Linked DNA regions of Mus musculus: region 1 is linked to region 2. A link is a contact called in public Hi-C data. All regions are on one chromosome and are shown on one strand. The core of a region is the stretch at or near the end of the contact, and the rest is flanking DNA. Distances in the headings are between cores, read along the strand shown.

The links. Hi-C and Micro-C count contacts between places; a contact is called where the count stands out from the background.
Region 1: a contact with region 2 is called in a Hi-C map of epidermal suprabasal cells, with 3 times the contacts expected there. The contact joins two enhancer-like sites. A contact is called at or near these places in 4 of 484 Hi-C or Micro-C datasets (the HPC-7 cell line, embryonic stem cells, epidermal suprabasal cells and 1 more).

Annotation. Positions count from the first base shown.
Region 1 is chr6:18,809,116-18,811,933 of GRCm38.p6, forward strand. No RefSeq gene overlaps it. Among named protein-coding and RNA genes, the nearest start is that of Lsm8, 38 kb to the right of the region's middle. Within about 2 kb of position 1,541, at least 6 of the 459 cell types and tissues checked have an H3K27ac peak or open chromatin away from gene starts, as enhancers often do. A contact at or near this core is called in epidermal suprabasal cells, where this site is marked.
Region 2 is chr6:18,538,391-18,541,302 of GRCm38.p6, forward strand. No RefSeq gene overlaps it. Among named protein-coding and RNA genes, the nearest start is that of Cttnbp2, 25 kb to the left of the region's middle. Within about 2 kb of position 1,646, at least 7 of the 459 cell types and tissues checked have an H3K27ac peak or open chromatin away from gene starts, as enhancers often do. A contact at or near this core is called in epidermal suprabasal cells, where this site is marked.

The DNA.
Region 1 (2,818 bases), core at 291-2,790, 270 kb after region 2:
CTTTGATTCCTGAGAGTCTCTCATGGACCAGGTCTCTGGTGCATTATGGAGGGTTCCTCCAACCTCCTATCTCCTGAGGTTGCCTGTTTCCATTCTTTCTGCTGGCCCTCAGGGCTTCAGTACTTTTCCCTTACCCAATACCAGATCAGGTTCCCCTTCCCTCCCCCCCCCACACTCTCCCTTCCCATCTAGTTCCCTTCCCTCCCTCCCTCTCCCTCCCTCCCTCTCCCTCCTTCCCTCTCTCCCTCCCTCCCCACTTCACTTGTGATTGCTTTCTTCTCTCCCCCAAGTGGGACTAAGGTGTCCTCACTTGGGTGCTTCATGTTGTTGACTTTTTTGTGTTCTGTGAACTATATCTCGGGTATTCTGTACTTTTTTCAACTATAACAGTTATCTAGAACTTTAAATTTATTTTTAAAAGATTCCTGGAGAATAAAATCTTGCAGACGTGATTAATACAATTATCCCTATCTTCTTCATGAGTTGAATCTTAATGCTTAGATGCCACTTTCAAGTGAGTTGGGCAAAGGCACAAATAGAGAAGACAAATATTGTTTGATAAGCCAATGGCAACTGCAGACTCTGTAAGGCATCCAAGCCAAGTGTCTTTATCAGCATCTTGAGTGTGGTAATACTTATTCTTGGAGGCTGTCCCAGAACTTCTACTTGCTTATAAACAACAAGCCAAGACAACAAGTTATCTCAATTTGCTAGCTAGGTGAACATATGAAAGTAGGACATCTTCTTGGGAAGTGTGCAACAAACTAGAACAACTCTGGGTTATATGATGCACATGTGTAAAAGGGAACTTTTCCACAATATTGACTTTGGGGATATTTTTCTGAGCAGAGTATCTGGTTCTAAGTGCTTTAACTTGTTTACCAGCTAACTAAGTTGTTGCTGAGCTACACAGCAAACTTCTGGGCTTATATCTATCTGCATGCTAGAACTAGTGCAGAATATTTAGTGGGGAACTTTGGTCTCTTGTAGATATTTTCCTAAAGTACCTTGTGGGAAAGAGCAGCAGAGCAGACTCCTGTAGCTGTGAACCTATCTGTATTGTCGAGCTTCCCATTGCCTTTGGTTCCAATTCTACCACATTTCAGCCTTTGTGATTTACTCCAGGGAACTATTATTCACTTTTTGGGGAAAAAAAAAGACGTATAAATTGTGAAAGGGACTAAATATTTTGATATAGTTCTTCAAATACATTTAAGTGATTTCAGATATGAAACCAAGCCTGACTGCACATCAACTGAAAGTCCTCCAAAAAATTTGCATAGGAACTTGTTCTACCAGTTGAACAATGGAAATATTTGCAGGGTAGGTGTCAGATGTCAGACCTCAGATTATCAAGTATATTTAAAGCCCAAACACACACACACAAATACAACTATCTACTTTCATAAGAGAATAATGTTCTGCCAAAGCTCGATTTTAGCTATCTTAAAGAAAAATATTGCATTCTCAATCTCCTCTATCTATTGAAAGATTGATGGCCTTCATTGCAAGAATAGTCCACACAGAATGACTCATGCCCTTCAGCCTGTTTTCCAAATAACAAAAGACTTAACTCCCATGAAATTTGTACACAGAGGCATGTATCCAATCCTCTAACTGTAAGTACACTCTTCTACTGAAACTGCAAGATGGCAATTTAATGTCAAACTTTCAGTCATCGTGTAGATCCTATGGTTATGAGAATCTAAGGCTCACCTGGTAGCTGCATTCTAGACAAACAAGGAGACAGAAATTAGTGAAAGATAAGAACACTGAAGAAACATTCCTGAAGAAAATAATGGAGAGTTTTGGATTCACCTCTAGGGGTGGCTGCCAGGGTGTAAAGGGCTTTTGTGGGGTGTGGGAGCTATAATGTATAAAATTCCATGCTTTAGATTGAGTGGGTAAAGATGACATCATTGAAAAGATGCTATTTGAGGAAAATATGGAAAAGACCACAGGAAAGATACAGACAGGCAAAGTGGAGAGAACAGTATGGTTAGACATCTTACAGGAAAAATTTCTAAAGTATTCAGAGTTGACACCATCATGGGTGGAGCTGAGGTGAGCAAAGGACTGTAGTTGACTATGCGGCTCCACTCAGGAGCATACAGGCCACAGAAGCAACAGAGCAGATGGGACAGGGTCCCCTCAGCCCTTGGTGCATCTTCCCTGCCAGAGGAGAGCTTGCTTATAGGAAGTGTCTGACCCTGGGACTCAGGTGAGGTCACCATTTTCTTTCCAGTGACTCTCTAAGGCTAGTACATTCAGGAGCTCACAGGCTGCAGAAGCGGCAGAGCAGCTGGGACATGGTCCTAGGGCCTACATCTATACCCAAGAGGTGGGGCTGTTTTGTGGCCCTCTGTGCACTCACTGGTCTTGCCAGGAGAGAGCTGGTCTCCCAGGAGTGCTGACACAGGCTTACAGACTCACAGGAGGAACAAACTCCAGCCAGAGACAAGAACATCTAACACCAGAGATTACCAGGTAGCAAAAGGCAAATGCAAAAATCTTACCAACAGAAACCAAGACTACTTGGCAACATCAGAACCCAGTATTCCCACTACAGCAAGTCCTGGATACTCCAACACACCGGAAAAACAAGATTCAGATTTAAAATCATATCTCATGATGCTGGTAGAGGATTTTAAGAAGGACATTAATAACTCCTCTAAAGAAATACAGGAGAACTCAGCTAAACAGGTAGAAGCCCTTAAAAAAGAAACACAAAAATCCCTTAAAGAATTACAAAACAAACAAACAAACAAACAAACAAAAAACCAAAAAACAAAACCAAACAGACAAACAAAAAAACAAC
Region 2 (2,912 bases), core at 396-2,895:
ACACACCTATTCCAGCAGGGTCACACCTTCTAAGAGTTCTACTCCCTGGGCTGTGCATGTACAAACCATTACAGATAGGGATCATATTTCATTCTGTACACACTATTCAGTTTTTCTAACTCCATTTATTGAGGTTATTTTTCTTCCAAAGTATATTTTTAGCACACTTGCCAAAAATTAGATAGTTATAGCTATACAGTTTTATATGTAGGCCCTCTATTTTGTTCTATTGGTGCATATGCCTGTTTTTATCCCAGTACCACAAAGCCCCAAAATGAATTCCCAGCACCACAGGACATGTGTGTGGTGAAAACCCAGACCTGTCCTTCTAGCACTGGGAGATGGAGGCAGGGTGATCATAAGTTCAAGTTCATCCTGAGAGGCTAGCCTGGGCTACACAAGAGTCTTTCTTAAACCAAACAAACCCAACAAAATAATCAACAAATAAAAATATGGACTGTATGTACATAAATGTAACAACATAGTGGCTGTGTTTTAAAAACATAGGGGAGGTTTTAAAGACTGTAATGTGAATTGTGGCTTTACAATAATGGTACTCAACCCTTAAAGCAAACTCAAGTGTGCTTTATGGTAACCCGTTATATATACTGATATTTTAACATCACTTACAAGGTAGAAAACATTTCATTTGAACTATTATATTTAGTTATATCATACAGATTATTGACTTTATTGTGATTTTTGTTGTTGTGTTTTAGTCTGAATCTTAAGTAGCTCATGGTTGTCTTCAACATACTATGTAGCCAAGGCTAGCCTTGAACTACTGATCTTCTGCCTTCTCTTCCTCCTGAGTTACAGGTGTACACCATGCCTGGCTGGTTTTATTGTGTAAAGAGTAGTTGTTTCCTGGACAGTATAAACTATAAATCTTGTGAGCCATGAGGTAGTAATCTTGCTGATATTTCTTAAAACTGGCCTGTTAGCCAGGAATTTAAGCAGAGGTTGAGTTCTTAGGTAACCTGGGGATTAGATTACTCTAGGAAAGAATAAAAGTCTATGGGTTCCAGTGCTTGAGAGGAATAAAGAGAAAGTTATGTGAGGGTTCAAGGCCTGCCTGGGCTACAGAGGAGGGCATTATCTCAAAACCCAAAGCCTTAAGAAAAACCAGACAGTGCCAAGGCAAGAAAAGCCCTTTTTCTAGACCACTCTCAACCTGAGTTTTTTTTTTTTTTTTTTTTACAGTCTAGTTTGTTCTTTAGCCTTCAATTCCTGATAAAGTAAATTTTATTTACTCCCGAAGCTCTTTAGCATTTTCACACTCCACCCCTCCCCCCAGAACCAGTCATTTTCAGATTAACTTTCTCAAACGAAATACACATTATCCTCAGGCCAGAACAATTCCATCTTTAAACAAACTACCAAATAACATGAAAATGGATTTGAATGGTAGAGATTTCAGTCTGTGTGGGCTGTATAAGAGCAAAACAGAAATATGCTAATACAAATGTATTTAAAACACTGAAGACAAAATTTCTTTGCTGGTTTGAGATGGGGTGAAACATGAAGTTTGGCAACAGTCCTGGATCCTGTTCCTGCCCAAACTACTCAGCTCCCCTGGACTAGGACTTTACCTTGGGTCTCTCACATTTACCTCTGCATGGTCTAATTTTAGCAAGAATGCTGCTAAGTAAGTTTAAGCAGAATCTTCCTTTATATAACCCTTGATAGTCTCCACCCTACCCCCCAGGTGACAGCTGCTCATTTTGGTCTGCCATCATCAAATATCCTGTTAGGTCAGTTTAGACTATCTACCCCCGATGTACCCTCTTGGTAATTTTCTATTCAATTACCCTCCCCAGCTGCCCCTTGGGCATAAATCTTCATTTGTCTTTGTTGAAATCTGAGTTGAAATGAATGCCTTTTCTTTACTGCTGGACCACTGCAGTGTTCTTTTCAACGTTGGCACCAGTGCTACCTTAAGTAAAGCATTTCTTACTACCTTCCTTAAGTGCTGTGAAAAGTGTTTTGATTTACAGATTCTAGTCTTCATTTATGACACACCATTGGATAAACACAGACATGTTCTTGAAAGATACTGAGAATCTGGATTCAGAAGGTGGGGGCCTAGGGTTGTAGTCATTTTACATTGCAAGAACCAAGCAGGCAGAAGAAAAGATGAAAGAAGGCCTTCACAGAGCCTCACACCAGCCCTCGCTTGCTCAGCCTGCTTCTCATGGAGTGGGTAGGCACTCTGCTCTCATTGAGAAATAAACCATGCATCCTTTGAAGTTAGGTCACATCAATCAGAGGCTTGTATACACTGATTAACTGCCTTTCTCAGCAAGAAGGATGAGTTCTCTCAGCACAAAACAAACCAGTTCTTCATGTTGTGAATTAACCCGTTTATTGCCAAACGTTTTGTTTTGTTTTGATAATGAAAACGGAGAAATAACACGTCCTCAGTGGTGCCCGAATGGAAAAAATAAATAAACAAATATAATTATCTTTTGTGCACTCCTGTGATGGAAATCCTTCAGATCTTTGTCTAAGAACTCAAAGCACAGGGTCCACAGGTTGAAGAACTGGCTAAGTGGTGGCCTTTCTCTGTGTGCCCTTGGTGGCCATCTGAGAAATGCAAGCAATTAAGGTAGTGTGGGTTTGGAGGGTAAGTACATGCCTAATGTTTGGGAGAACTGTCTAATTTTCCATGTAGGACATGCAATCATAATGCTTTGTAAACTTAATGTGCCTGCAATTCACTGTGGGAGCTTATTAAATGACTAAAGTCCAAACTTGGTGTGTCTCATAGACCCTGAGATTCTGTATTTGTAACAATAACCTGGTTGATGTGGATGCTGCTGTTTCATGGACCACATTCTATAGAAATATGATGGCAAATGATGCTTAGTCTTAGCCATCCATTTGAACCAATGCTCTACACAATGTTATCT